2 separate regions of the Mus musculus genome follow, and region 1 is linked to region 2. A link is a contact called in public HiChIP or PLAC-seq data. All regions are on one chromosome and are shown on one strand. The core of a region is the stretch at or near the end of the contact, and the rest is flanking DNA. Distances in the headings are between cores, read along the strand shown. Region 1 has its middle 22 kb from the start of Gm41036. Region 2 overlaps Tnpo1 (transportin 1).

The links. HiChIP or PLAC-seq counts read pairs in DNA pulled down with a chosen protein or histone mark.
Region 1: an HNF4G HiChIP or PLAC-seq map of pancreatic cancer cells shows a contact between it and region 2. The contact joins two enhancer-like sites. A contact is called at or near these places in 5 of 39 promoter capture datasets (the C10 cell line, cranial neural crest, embryonic stem cells and 2 more), 6 of 484 Hi-C or Micro-C datasets (bone marrow-derived macrophages, cerebral cortex, embryonic fibroblasts and 3 more), 17 of 115 datasets of contacts at active chromatin or transcription factors (DN3 thymocytes, T-cell acute lymphoblastic leukemia, acute myeloid leukemia and 10 more) and 1 of 9 other capture datasets (embryonic stem cells).

What each region holds. Positions count from the first base shown.
Region 1 is chr13:99,151,110-99,158,469 of GRCm38.p6, reverse strand. No RefSeq gene overlaps it. Among named protein-coding and RNA genes, the nearest start is that of Gm41036, 22 kb to the left of the region's middle. Within about 2 kb of position 5,704, at least 97 of the 459 cell types and tissues checked have an H3K27ac peak or open chromatin away from gene starts, as enhancers often do. A contact at or near this core is called in pancreatic cancer cells, where this site is marked.
Region 2 is chr13:98,891,845-98,899,032 of GRCm38.p6, reverse strand. All of the region lies in intron 1 of Tnpo1 (transportin 1), which reads left to right. Among named protein-coding and RNA genes, the nearest start is that of Gm52051, 29 kb to the left of the region's middle. Within about 2 kb of position 2,427, at least 98 of the 459 cell types and tissues checked have an H3K27ac peak or open chromatin away from gene starts, as enhancers often do. A contact at or near this core is called in pancreatic cancer cells, where this site is marked.

The sequences.
Region 1 (7,360 bases), core at 4,455-6,954, 260 kb before region 2:
TTTATATTGTAAATCACGAGCATAGCAAAATTATAGTTATGAAGTAGCAACAAGAATAATTTTAAGGTTGGGGGTCACCACAACATAAGGAACTGTATTTAAGGGACACATTAGGAGGGCTGAGAACCACTGATCTAGGCTGCCATTGGCAGAGACTGAGTTGAGGAGGCACTGTAAAATATGTCTAGTGAGATCCTAGACCTCCTAAGAATGCTAATTTGGTTTAATACTCATTGTTTACATGGAAAAAGGGCCCATATAATCCAGTGAAGATTAAAGTTAAAGAAAGAATTTCAAGTTATGTAAAAGTTTGCTTATTCCAAGCATCCTGTGCCTGAGACAGCTGTGGTCGCTATTCTTTCCTAGGGATTTAGAAGATTTATCAGTATTTTTTCTTTTAACCATAAGTTAAAATAAAGGAGCTGTTGTGATGTTCACTACTTTTCTGCTTGGTGCAGCTTTCTTTTCCAACTGGACTTTCCAACAGGAATGTTTCCTGACAACATTCCTAAATCCATTTTGCCTGCAGCTTGTCACAGCTGCAGGGAACATGACTCACATCTTTTTTTGCACCTTCCGTAGGATGGAGTGTGGGCTAAATCTACAATTATCGTACTACAGGAAATAAATGTCTGCATCCATACCTGGGAGTTGCTGGGATAAGCATTGTGAACAAAAACAACTTAGGGAATGTATGGGTTTGCTCCAGTTTAGACTTCCAGGTCACAGTCCATCACTGAGAGAAGTCAGGCAAACTCCAGGGTCCAGAGGCAAAAACTGAAGGAATGCTGCTTAGTGGCTTGTTCCCTCTGGCTTGCTCAACTTGATTTTTTATACAGCCCAGGACTTCCTGCCTAGGGTGACACCACTCACAGTGGGCTGTCCCACCCTATAGCAATCTTCAGTCAAGACATTTTCTCCACATATATGACTATAGGCCAATCTGATAGAGGCGATTTCTCAGCCAAGTTTCCTTTTTCTCAAATGACTCTAGTTCAGGTCAAATTGACAGTTAAAATAAACCCGTGTGCTGGTCAATATAGTAATACGTTTCTCCTCATCCTTTCAAAATAATACCATGTTCTTACTGAAAATATAGGCATAATTTAAAGGCCAGTGTAAATGAAGCTGGCATAAAACATTAGGGTTTTCCTGCCATCTTCATGTCCCTCTGCCAAACCACACCTTCCAAAGTCAGCCAAGTGCCAGTTGATCTGTAAAATTCCTAGGATAATAATGGTTGAAATGAGAAGCACAAAAGAAAAAAATGCTAGGGAGAAGTTTTGATGGCTTTGGAAGAGTCCCAAAGCCAACAGTAAAGAATGGTTATAGACAATGTCTTAGTTACTGCTCTATTGTTATGAAGAGATACCATGACCAAGGCAACTCCTATTTTTAAAAGCATTTAATTGAGAGCTTGCTTACAGTCTCAGAGGTTTAGGTCATTGTCATCATAGCAAGGAGCATGGTGGCACACATGGCAGTGGGGCAGTAGTTGAGTTACATCCTGACCCACAAGCAGAGAGGGAAATTGACTGGGCCTGATGTAGGGTTTTGAGACCTCAAAACCTGCTCCCAATGTCACATTTCCTCCAATAAGACCACACCTCCTCCAACAAGGCCACACCTCCTCCAACAAGGCCACACCTCCTCCAACAAGGCCACACCTCCTCCAACAAGGCCACACCTCCTCCAACAAGGCCACACCTCCTAATCCTTCTCAAGTAGTGCCACCCCCTGGTTCAAATATATGAGGTAATCAATGTCAGGAAGGAGCTCAGTAGGCAGCCGGAAATGTCCTCAAGAGCAACTGCAATGGCACTGCCAATCTTGGAAGCTCTACGCCAGAAGGAAGACGAGACAGAGGCCCAGGCCCCTTGAGAAAATAGACATCAAGGACATCAAGTGAAGAGATAAAGATCCTAGTCTGGAACAACAGAGCAGAGGATAGGCTTCTGGGCTGCTAGTGACCAAAGCTGAGGATGAACAGACGCAGGCTGTGAAGTCTCAAGTGTGGTGGGCAGAGGCAGTGCAGCAGGTTATTTGAACCTATCTTCCAAGTTTGGAAAATAGAAGTGTAGACAGATCAAGGTTTTCATCGGCCTTTGCCTTGGAGCTCTTGTGCGTTCTTACTATGCATTAATTTGATCTCACTTTGTCTCCTAATCTAATTTGGGCACTTGATTGCAAGGGCTATTCATCTATTCAAACCAGCTCAAGTCAAAATGATGCTCATGGCAGGAATTCAGGAAGTGGTAAGACTCTAGAGGAAGAAACTAGGGATTGGGGTCTGCCACTCCTTGTTTCTTCTCTATGATGGTAGATACGTTGCTTTGCATAACCATCCCACCTGTATGCCTACTGCTCTTGACCTACTCCAACTGTACTTCCATTCTTCAAATCCAAATGGCCTCAGTTACCTGCTCAAATCTTACATCATGCTCTCTCCTTCAAGAGCTCATCACTAACCTGCTGAGTGTCTCCATTTCTCGGGGATAATTCTGTGCTAAAGGAATCCAAACAGACCAAGGTGTTTGTTTCTAGAATGTTCCCAGAACGTGGACAACTGACTGTGGGCTAGGTACTCACTCAGGAGACCTGGGAGAGGGGACAGAATTCCTTGATCCTAAACAATGATTTAGGGCAGATACCTGTGTATGGTAGGTAAGGTTTGTGTGGGTTATATTTCTAGGTCATGCTCTCAATGCGTTGTAGGATTCTGGAGGGCTGGGATGGCAATATGTCTAGCGTATATGTGCAGAAGAACCTCTCTTCATCAGCCTCCACTTAGCTGTTTCTCTAAGCTTATTTTTTCTCCCTATAAAACTAATCACCCAGTGTCCACAGAAAGAGAAACGCCCCAGCCAGTCCCCTTCCTGATGTCCCTACTCATCACTACTGGTTTGAGTTGTCAGCTTGCCAAGGATCAGCCTGGGTTGTAACTATGCCCGGTTATACTGGTAGTGCTTTTATTATAATAATTGTGTGGCTAATTAATTAATGCAAAGCATTGATAGAAAAAAATAATAGTTTCTATGGAAACCAATTTGAGTGCTTTGAAAAGACTCATTAAATTGAATTGAATACATATAGAAAAGCTTCACTATAAATGTCTAAGAGACAGCTCTGAGAGTAATGAAGGATACATACGCAGTATATCACATACACACACGTACTCTGTACTCTGCTTTCTTGAAAACCGTTTAAGTTATTGATTCACTTGAAAAAAAAAAAACGAATCATGAACGCCTCACTTTCTACCAATAGGATTTATTATAGAATGTTAATCTGCCAACCTAGAAACAATGCAAAGGTTTCAGCCTTCATGAAAGAACAGTATGTGAATTATATTACATGTACTTTATTTGAATTTATGTGTTTACATATTAATTTGCAGGTATATTGCTGTGCTTTGGATATGACATGTCTCCCATAGGTTCAGTTGTTGAATATTTAGCTCCCAGCTGCTAGTGTTGTCTGGGAGGTCATGGACCAAGGGCTGTGGTCTGGCTAGCAAGGGTGTGTTGCTAGGAGGAGGCCTTGCAAGTCATACCTGCTTCTGGTTCCCACTGCCAAAGAGCTTCTAGGTCCACACTGTGTCTCATGCTTCCACTGCTAGAGATGAGCTGTTTCAGCCAGCATGCCTTCTCCACCATGACAGACAGTCTCCTCTGAAACTGTGAGCTGAAATAAACCTCTCCTGTCTGGAGACACGTGTGTCAAGTATTTGGTCATAACAATGAGAAAAAGTAACTAATTCATATAGACACAGCTCAATGGGTTTTGCTGTTGTTGTTATTGTTATTCTCTTCAATAGCCACAAACCATCACTACAGGCAGATTCATTAGGCAGACTTCTACAGTAATTTTAATCTTAGTCATTGCTGGTATCTAACAGAACATCCTTGTTCTTTGGCAGCCTCAAAGGAAGTATATAAGGCAAACACCAAACAGCAACACCTTAACCATCTTCGCAACCCAACACTCCTTAAGAACTGAGGTGCTGCCGATAACAGTAAACTGCTGTGTGGATGGGGCTGGGGGTCTAGTGATAGCTAGCTTTGGATTCCTTTTTAGAAATGTTTACCATTGCCTGGTGTAGTGGCACATGCCCTTAGTTCCAGCACTTGGGAGGCAGAGATAGGTAGGTTTCTGTGAGTTCAAGGCCAGCCTGGTCTATAGCTTGAGGTCCAGAACAGCCAGAGCTACATAAAGAGACCCTGTCTCAAAAACCAGCATCAACAACAGAAGAGCTGCTTGCCCATCCCAGGAGAGAAGGAAAGTTACCTACATAGATGAAGCTGTCTTCATGCCTTTGCTGTTTGTAAGGCAGGATACAGGGATTTTTGTCAGGGCCAGCAGCCAGCCAACCCGGGACTGAGGGGTCTCTCTGCTTCTCTCCCTGTGGCTATCTAGTGTCCCCAAGAGTCATTCCAACCCTCCATCCCCCTGGAGTCTTTCTGCCTCTGTTACCCAGCCTGAGTCCACAGCTTCCAGAGATCAGTTTCCCACCTTCTCAGAACACGTCTCCTGAGAAGGCACAGGAAGGCTCATTTCTCCTGAAGCGTGGTTTTGGGGTTTTTTTTTTGGGGGGGGGTTGTTTTTCTTGTCATAAAGCAAGTTTCTAGTTTCCAACATTTTTAACTCAGAGCCCTGCTCAGCCACTCCTGTAACCTCAAGAAAATCCTTGCCAGGTAGTTTTCTTATGGGCAAATGAGACTTCCAAGGTCCTCAAAGGCTTTGAAGTTGGAGGATTGGCCCAAGGAGAACTAGCTTTGGTGTATTGTACAGAGCCACCCTAATGACAGCCTGTTGGGTTCTACACGCAGTTTCAGGGGTCCCTGGAAGGTGAAATCTGTGGGGTGTCACTAGAAAAAGATGCCGATCTTGATCTCTGATTTCCTCGATCCTAGTCACTCACATGTGCACCTGTTCTTCACATATACATGGAACTCTGATGGTGGCTGAGGTGGGGGAAGGAAATGGCTAGCACATTTGAGGCAATCTTGAATCCAGGTCATTTCCCTCAGCTGACTTATGCAGGGCCGAGCACAGGCCGCTATGTAACATACACGGTTAGATTCATACAGGAAACGGCACAGCTTCCAAATCACGCACTCGAGATCTTGACTGCATTTCTGTTGGTTTGTGTCTGGCTGACCTTAGGAAGGTCTTAACATTTCTGATTTTCCATGTTTTCCATTAAATAAGTACAGCGTCTCTTATCCCATGTAGCTCCGTTAGAACAGCGCTTGCGTAGTAGCTCTCTTGAAGCCCCGGGATTCAATCACCAGTGAGTGAAGCATAAAACTGGTCAGAGCAGTGAGTATCTATAATCCCAGCATTCAGTGGGGGGAAGATTAGAGGATTGGACGCTCAAGGTCACTCTCAGCTACACAGTGAGCTTGAAGCCAGCCTGGGTAACACGAAAATCTCTCCGGAAAAATAAAAGCTGGGGAGTGGGGAGAGGAAGGAAGGAGGGTGAGAATGAAGGTCCTTCAGAGTTCTTTAACGGTGAACAGTTTGTGTTGGACTAACACAGTAGCACTTTGTGGAGAGCTGCTGAGGTTCAGGAATCCAGCATGGGGGCTTCCCAAGCTACACCTGTCACCAAAACTGGCAGGAGCCAGATTGCCCTGCCTGTCCTAGACCTTCAGCGTAACCCCGCATGGTTCCCGTGGCTCCCGCTGCTGCTCTGATCCTTCTTAGGTCCCGCAAATCAAACGGGGACACCTACTGGTGCCCTCTCTCATGCCTGCAACTTCCTCGCTGGCTCTGGGAACGCTTTTTCTCCACGCTGCTTGAAGCATCAGCTTTGAGGACTCTCTCCACCCTAGGGTAAAGCAGCCTTTACGCTCGGTTCTGAAAACAGACCGGTGTGGCTTCCTCTGTACTCAGCTTTCCCTGTAGGCTCGCCGTCCCATCCTTCCAGCCCCAAGCCGCAGCCTCCCTCTGCTCTAGACCTTATAGACAACCTTTGGGCCACCTGCTGAGTTCTCACTTCTGGTGTGAGTCAAGTTCCTGTTACCGGCTGAGTCATCCTCTGGGCATCTTGTTTTGGCTCAGATTCCCAGCGGTGTCTGAGGTCCAGACCTGTGGTCTCAGCCTTGGCTGCACATTTGAATAAAGGGGAGAACTGATCAAATTGATCTTGAGCAAGTCCGGGGTGAGCATTTTTAACAGCCCCTCGATTCACTTCGCACGGGAACTGTCTCCTGAAATCCCGGCAAGGTTTTGCCTCCAACACCAAAAACAGTAAGCACAGAGTAAAAACTGAAAATGTAATCTCAAACAAGAATGGAAGAGGGTGATATATTCCTTACCTCTCATAACTGTCCGCAAATATTAACTTCTGAATTGACAATTTTGCAAACAGGGGCTGCAAATAAGCCCTTTCAGCCTTTTCGACTTTCAGATTTGAAAGTCATTTGAATCCTCACAAGGTCATTGTCATCTATTAAGATCAAATTTAAAGAGAAATGAGAGAGGGTGGGGTACTTGCTGCTCTTCCAGAGGTAAGTTATGTTTCCAGCTCCCATGTTCTATAACTTCTGTCTATAACTCTGGCTCCAGGGACTTGATTCCCCTTTCTGGCCTTTTCAGATCTCCCCCCCCCCTCTCACACACACACACTCTCTCTCTCTCACACACACACACTCTATCTCTCACACACACACTCTCTCTCACACACACTCTCCCTCTTGCTCTTTCTCTCTCTCTCTCTCTCTCTCTCTCTCTCTCTCTCTCTCTCTCTCTCACACACACACACACACACACACACACACACACAGAGGGGGGGGGGTGGGAATGAAGGAATTAGGGCCTCTTGAAGGATGTGACTCCTGGTTTGGTTATTCAGTCTTTCTGAGACGATGGGGTAAATATCAATTTTTAAATTCTGCCTATTTCAAGTGTTTGGTTCACTCGGTGATGTGAACTATCCGATGACAAACTTAGCAGTAAAAGTGATAACAGCTGAGAAGTGTTTATCTTCCTTTCATGGCCCCACCTGTGGGGTACATAAAACGCAATAGAACAGTGGAAAAGACTGGAAAGAGCAGCTGAACATGGCTCTGTTTGTGTACCATAAACAGACCACCCAAGTTGTAAGGTTAGACAGTGGCAACCATGGGAACCACGGACACACGATGCTGCTGCTCCTCCTACAGCTTCACGAGTGAAAACCATGAGAGGTCTTACGTCAGACTGCCATCTGGAATATAAACTGGAAGTATAAAGACACTGAGAAGTGAAAACCCCCTCCCTTCCGAGAGGCACGGGCCTATCACAGTTAATGGTCAATTAATGTGGAGTCGGGAACCAACTTGGGGGATGTCTTGGGGTAGGATTCAGGAAAATC
Region 2 (7,188 bases), core at 1,178-3,677:
TGTACATGCTAAGAACACATTTTTTTAAAATTTCCTTGGTTCTCATTTTTCTGTTTTCTCTCAACCCTGTCTATCTTCTATCCCTTATTGGCTGCAATAAGTTTGTAATGCTGGAAAACTAAAAACTTAGCTTTTTAACCTATTTCTTCCAAGTGGCTAATTGAAGCACTTACTCTAAGCAGTCAATCAATCCAGAGCCTTTTCAAGCTCACATGCCTGGTACCATGTTAGATATACTTGTCTCACTTCCCAGTGGTACAGTACTTTCCTAGGATGCACGGAGCCCTGGGTTCAGTCCCTGCTCCCCGCCACGCCCCACCAACAGCACTGCTGTTTTGTTGCCTTCTGTTCTACTGGAACTTGCTTCCTGAACTAGGAACTATAGGTTCAACTCTATAGTTTTGCCTCACACAATGCTCCCCCCCTCACTGCCCCCTCCCCTCCTTTCCTCGCCTTCCCTCGCCCCCCTCCCCTATGAACGCTCTTTTCTTGACCCATGGAAATCTGTTTTCCCCTTTCTTTGCTCATCATAGCTTTTTTTCTTCTTCTAATAAAGAAATATTTACGGGCTGGTGAGATGGCTCAGTGGGTTAGAGCATCCGACTGCTCTTCCGAAGGTCCAGAGTTCAAATCCCAGCAACCACATGGTGGCTCACAACCATCCGTAACAAGATCTGACTCCCTCTTCTGGAGTGTCTGAAGACAGCTACAGTGTACTTACATATAATAAATAAATAAATCTTTAAAAAAAAAAAAAAAAAAAGAAATATTTACTATGAAAGTCTGTCTCAAATTTTTTATTCTTTAAATTATTCAGCACAATTCTTAAGCTTTGCTTGTTAAGGTAAGGTAAGATATGTATACAAAAAGAGGACTTAGTGATTTAGATATAGTGTTGCCAAAATATCTCATTTTTAACTATCAGGCTATATAGTGACTTTTCAGATGTTAGGATTTTTACAATAATAAAGACTGGCTTTACTTTTTTACCTCAGAAGAATCCAGTATTTTTTGTATGTGTGTTTTTATTAGTTTCCCAGGTTACAGCTTGATATTTCTGTTGGAAAGGCAACATATCAGGGTCCTGGACCCTGGTTTGATACCAGAGAAGACTTTATTTTGTTGTTGTTTGTTTGGTGTTTTGAGACAAAGTCCTGAATTTGTGATCTCCCTGCCCCTCAGTACTGTGTTCCAGCACCACCACTCTGGTAAGAATGCACGCTAAAGCCAGCCTAGCTTGGCTTGAGTCCTAGTCTCAGCTTGGACTTGCTGAGGAGACGCCGAGTAACTTCCCTAGGATTCAATTTGCTTCTCCGTTGCATGTGGTTACTGTCAATACCAAGTCAGAGTTGTGAGATTAAATTAGTGATCATATGTCGTGCTCTAGAAGACTGCTTGCCTCAGAAGATATTAGCAGCCTCTACTATTGACATAGCAATGCATTGGGTTTGTTGTTGTTTTAGATAGGGTCTTGCCATGCAGCCTTGTCTGGCTTTGAACTCACTGTGTAGACCAGACTCTGCCTCTGCCTCTGCCTCTGCCTCTCTGCCTCTGCTTCTTTAGTGCTGGGAATGAAGACCAGCAGCACCATGCCCATCATATGTAGTACAGTATTTAAACCTTTTACAATGTAAGGACCAGAACTTTGAGCTGTGTGTGTCTGAGAAGCACAGCACCTGTCTCCGGAGGCTGGAGCTCTACTTTAGATGAAGCTGGAACAGTTAAGTTTCCAGTGGCTCCTGCGTCACTGTGGCTTGACAGTGTTGAAGTCTGGAGCAGAACGTGGACATGTCTTGTACTCAGTTCTCCTCCGGAGGGGGAGATTATGCCTTCTAATTTTAAGGGATGGTGCCTTTGGTGCCTTCCCAACCTGTCCAGTTACTAGCCTCTGCGTCTTCAAGGCACTCCCAGCCCATCTCAGGCTTCCTCACATTTGCTTTCGATCTGTTCATCTAAGCTGAAAAGTCAGTTCTTCAAGGGAGCTCTCTCCTGGCCTCCTAACTGATCAGTGCTCTGCTGTCTTAGTTGTTATCGCACCTTCCTCGGCTGAGGCAATGTGCTGAGGAGGAGTGATTCCTGACTGAGAGGAACTCTTTCATTTCTAGGGTAAGACAAACTGGGGTTAACCAACCACTAGGAAGCCGGAAGCGGTCCTAAGCCTTGCCTGTATGACGTGTGAATGCTCCACTACAGTGTCTCATTGGTCAAACAAAAAGTGTGCTTACAGTTTTCAGAGCTAAGAGCCTAACTTTGTTTATATATATACATAGAACTTTTGGCAAGGTTATTTTGCACACTCACAGTTTTCTGGTTATACACTGCAGTGTTGCTGCAGGATGGGCACACCTTATCTCCTCTGGACACTACCACACGTATTTACCTTTGGGGAGGTCCTGACACTGATGGCAACATCTATCAATTCACAGTGATGCAACATGCCTGTGGCTAATAGTTGTTTGCCTTTGAGTGAAATGGGGGAAGAGCATTGAAGCAGATGAGGGAAGCATGTTTTGTCTCTCCTAGCTGAGTATGTTTGTCTTTTCTCACCACTCCTCAGTAGACACTGCATCTGGCTCTCACTAAGTAAGAACTGTGGTTCACTTGCATTTGGCCTCGCCAGTGCTTATTACCAAGCTCGAGATGTGGGTACTGAGGTTCCAGTCTTGGTCCTCTAGAAGACCAGCTCCGTGCTCTTATAGCAGTCCTAAAACTCAGTGTAGACTAGGCTGGCTTTGAGATCTGCCTGCAACTAACTGTCTTCTCAGTGCTGGGATTATTAAAGGTGTGTGTTGGGGTTTTGCCTTGATGTATATCCATCTGTGCAGCACCACAAACAACAGGTGCCCGTGGAGCAGGAGACATTGCCAGATTTCCCTGGAACTGGAGTAGCAGGCAGTCGAGGGCTGTGGGTGCTGGGAATGGAACCTGAATCCTTTGGAAGAGCAGCTGGTGCCCTTAACCACTAAACCATCTTTCCAGCCCCTGGGTTAACTCTTTTTTTTTTTTTTTTTTTTTTGGTTTTTTTTTTTGGTTTTTTGAGACAGGGTTTCTCTGTATAGCCCTGGCAGTCCTGGAACTTACTCTGTAGACCAGGCTGGCCTCGAACTCAGTAATCCGCCTGTGTCTGCCTCCTGAGTGCTGGGATTAAAGACGTTAACCGGCTGGGTTAACTCTTATAACTCTTTTTTCAGATCATTCGTACTCCTTGCTCGGTATCTATAATCTAATTTAGAGTTGATATATTGCCATATAGTAGTTGGGAGTTGAAGGGTCAGAGGGATTGATTTTCTTATGTACGTTTTCACATCTTATCCCCCAGATTAATTAATCAATTTTGAGACAGTCTCATAATGCAGCCTTGGCTGGCCTGGAATTCACTCTGCAAATCAGACTGGCCTTCTGTCTAACTCATAGATCTGCTTGCTTCTAGGGTGTGTGTGTGTGTGTGTGTGTATGTGTGTGTGTGTGTGTGTGTGTGTGTGTGTGTGTGTGGTGTCGGGGAGGCATGACATAGTGCACCTATGGAGGTCAGAGATAAGTCTGAGGAACCGGCAGGGACAGTGCAAGTTGCTGCAAGTACCTTTACACCATGGATTAGTCTTGCTTGGTCCTGCCCCCGTCCCCGTCCCCGTCCCCGTCCCCGTGGGGAAGAAGATGGGTAGTTTTACTGTTTTCAAAATCATTGGAAATTTGTATGTGAGTTTAAGAATTTAGGGCTGACTTTGGTTTTTGTCTTCTGGGGGAAGTATCAGAACAACTTAAGTCTTTTGCTTTTTATTAGCTTTTTATTCCAGTGCCATATCTATGTACTAGTTTTACTTATTTTAATTTTACTTACATGGGTGTTTTGCCTGCACCTATGTCTGCCGATCATGTTGCTGGAGCCCAGAGAAGCCAGAAAAGGGTGTGTAGGATTTGGATTTACAGATGGTTGTGAGCAGCTATGTGGGTACTGGGAATTGGTCCTGTGTAACCATAGCAACTGTTCTTACACACCGAGCCACCTCTCCAGCCCCTCTAGTTAGCTCTCCAAGAACTGTCTTCTGGGTTTTAACTTACCATTGAGTGTTACTTGTTTGTTGTTGGTTTTTTTGAGATATTTAGCTCTATGTGTTCAACTATAAAAAGTATGTCAGCTAGTAATTGTTTAAATATTAGAAGAAAATATTTATTTCTTTTGATATTCAATTTAATTAACATTAATGTTCTTTAAAGAAATGGTGTGGCGTGGTGGTGCACGCCTTTAATCCCAGCACTCGGGAGGCAGAGACAGGAGGATTTCTGAGTTCGAGGCCAGCCTGGTCTACAAAGTGAGTTCCAGGCCAGCCAGGACTATACAGAGAAACCCTGTCTCGAAAAAAACAAACAGACAAACAAACAAACAAAAAGAAATGGTTTCTACCTGGTATAAAGCTGACATGCTTTGGTTATTGTTATATCTAATGACTTTGATATTTTTGTTTGTTTTTTGTTTTGTTTTGTTTTTTTGAGACAGGGTTTCTCTTTGTAGCCCTGGCTGTCCTAGAACTCACTTTGTAGACCAGGCTGGCCTCGAACTCATAAATCTGCCTGCCTCTGCTCCCAGTGCTAGGATTAAAGGCGTGCGCCACCACCGCCCAACTCTAGTGACTTTGAAATGGTCCTGTCTACTCTGAGATTTGAATTGTTATTAACCCATGGTCAGTGTTGGAGACAATTGTGGTGATGGTTGCACAGTCATAAGAAAAAGCTCTCGATGCTGCTAAACTGTGCACTAAGAATGGCCAAGTGTAGCCGTTACCTGTTTATAGTTGAGTAGTGTGCTTTCCAGTTTGATGGCAGGTTCTAGCGCTATAGCCAAGGCTATTTGAAGTTGATCCTCTTGACTAATAATCATCTGCATGCTGGGAATGCAGGCATGTGTCATCATGCCTCGTCACCATGCCTTGCTTTGCCACAGTTCTTAAAGGTGATACAGAAGTTCAAAGTAACAATTCTCAGTCAAATATTTTTGAGAGGCTTTTTTTACAGATAACTTTAATCAGGTTCAGGTATTGGGAAGCACTTATTATCATTGTTTGATCAAATTAGATTTAGAGAGAGGGTTTTCCTGTGTAACCCTGGCTATCCAGGAACTAGCTCTGTAGATAAGTCTGGCCTAGAACTCAGAAGATCTGCCTGCTTTTGTCTCTAACCCTGAATGTTGGGATTAAAGATTTGTTCCACCAGCCATATATATATATATATATATATATATATATATATATGTATGTATGTATGTATGTATGTATGTATGTATGTATGTATGTATGTGTGTTGTTTTTTGAGACAAGGTTTCTCTGTATAGTATAGCCCTGGCTGTCCTGGAACTCACTCTGTAGACCAGGCTGGCCTTGAACTCAGAAATCCACCTGCCTCTGCCTCCCGAGTGCTGGGATTAAAGGCGTGCCCCACCACTGTCCAGCGGTTTTTTTGTTTTTGTTTTTTTCCAGTAAGGGTTTTTCTGTCTAGCCCTGGCTATCCTGGAAGTCACTGTGTAGACCAGGCTGGTGTCAAACTCAGCTCCCAGCTCAGATAAGATACTATTAGTACTGAAGTGTTGAAAGCTAGATGAGGGAGGGCATAGTGGAGCACAGTCCTCATGCCATCAGGCAGGCAGGCAGGCAGGCAGGCAGCATTGGAGCTTGAGGACAGTCTGATCCACGGCGAGACCTGGCCTCAAAAGAAAGAAACTAACAAGCGAATACTGTTGATTTGCATGCAGGTCTAGAGAAGGAAGTCTGGAAATAGTCTGATATTATGTCTTTTGTCCACCACCTTTAGAATGAATGAGATGACTGTGCTTTTCTGACTGGGCAACTGATCGTTATCCCTGACTTTAGTTTCTCAAAGGGCCCTGAGGGCATAAGTGGGCTACTTCAGCAGGTGTCGCTTGAAAGCATTGGCCTGGAATGATGGTCATGCTATATTTATTATCTATGAAAGGTTGTAGAGTTAATATTAGTGTACCATAAGTGTATGTATGTATGTATTAGTTAGTTTTTCATATTGCTGTGATACATTTTCTGAAAGAAGCAGCATAAAGGAGAGCAAGGTTGATTTTGGTTTACAGTTTAATGGAGAAATACAATGTATTATAGCAGAAAGACTGCCCATCATGTCAGACAAGCATGGCGTCTGTGACTCCGTAGTCCTAGAAATGTGTGGCTGGAACTTGTCTGTTCTTCACATCTCAAAGGAACAGGAAGCAGAAACAAGGCAGAAGTCCGCAGGGGTATAAAAATCTCAAGCCCCATCCCTAGTGGTCTGTATCTATCCTCCAGGGAGGTGCTGCCTCCTAAAGGTTCCACCACCCCTCTTGATAGTATCAGGCACATGAACCTGTGGAGGACATTTTATATTCTAGCCAGAACACTGTATGTAATTTCCATTAGACGACACTGTAAAAATATATCTAATTTAATGTCATCTCAGAGACATAATCTTCATGGTAGAATTGAATCAACTTTACTTGTATAACCATGTTGTTTTAGTATAATGTAGTTCTTGCAATTTTAAAAAGCGTTTGAAGTTAGAAAAAAAAACAATCTATAATGATAGAAAGTCAGTTACTAAGGTTTCTTGTGGTAATGAACATGAAAGACCTCCATCTTGAACTGAGTGTGGGGTCAAATCACTTGGTTATGTGCTTATAATTTGTACAGTTCTGTGACTCTGCCAATTAACAGTTTAAAAATTGCAGCACAACAATAGACTAGAAATAATTTATATTCTAAAATATTTTCTTAAACCATGTAATATGTACAGACAAGGGAAGAAATGACAATTTTCACAATTGCGTAATATAAGTACACTTGTACATAAAACATTACAGTAGCAGCAGATACTAGGAAAGTGGGCTAAATCCAGTCCTATAGCACTATTTGTTATAACAGCAGTGATGTCCAGAGGAAAGTGGAGTTGTTGGATGCTTTGTTGTTGTTGTTCATTTTGTAAAAACACTTGATTTGTTTGCCCGGTTTAGGGAGACAGTAGACGATGTTAAGCAAAGTCGTGTTAGAGATATGAAGCACAAAACCGTGAAGGAAAGCAGGGGAAAACAATTTTGAAAAATGAAGGAGAGGGCAAGGTCAAATAGAGGATTGTAAGAAGATGAGGGGAGAGAAATAACCTGCTAGAAAGGGCTCTTTCTAGCTGAGACTGCTAAAC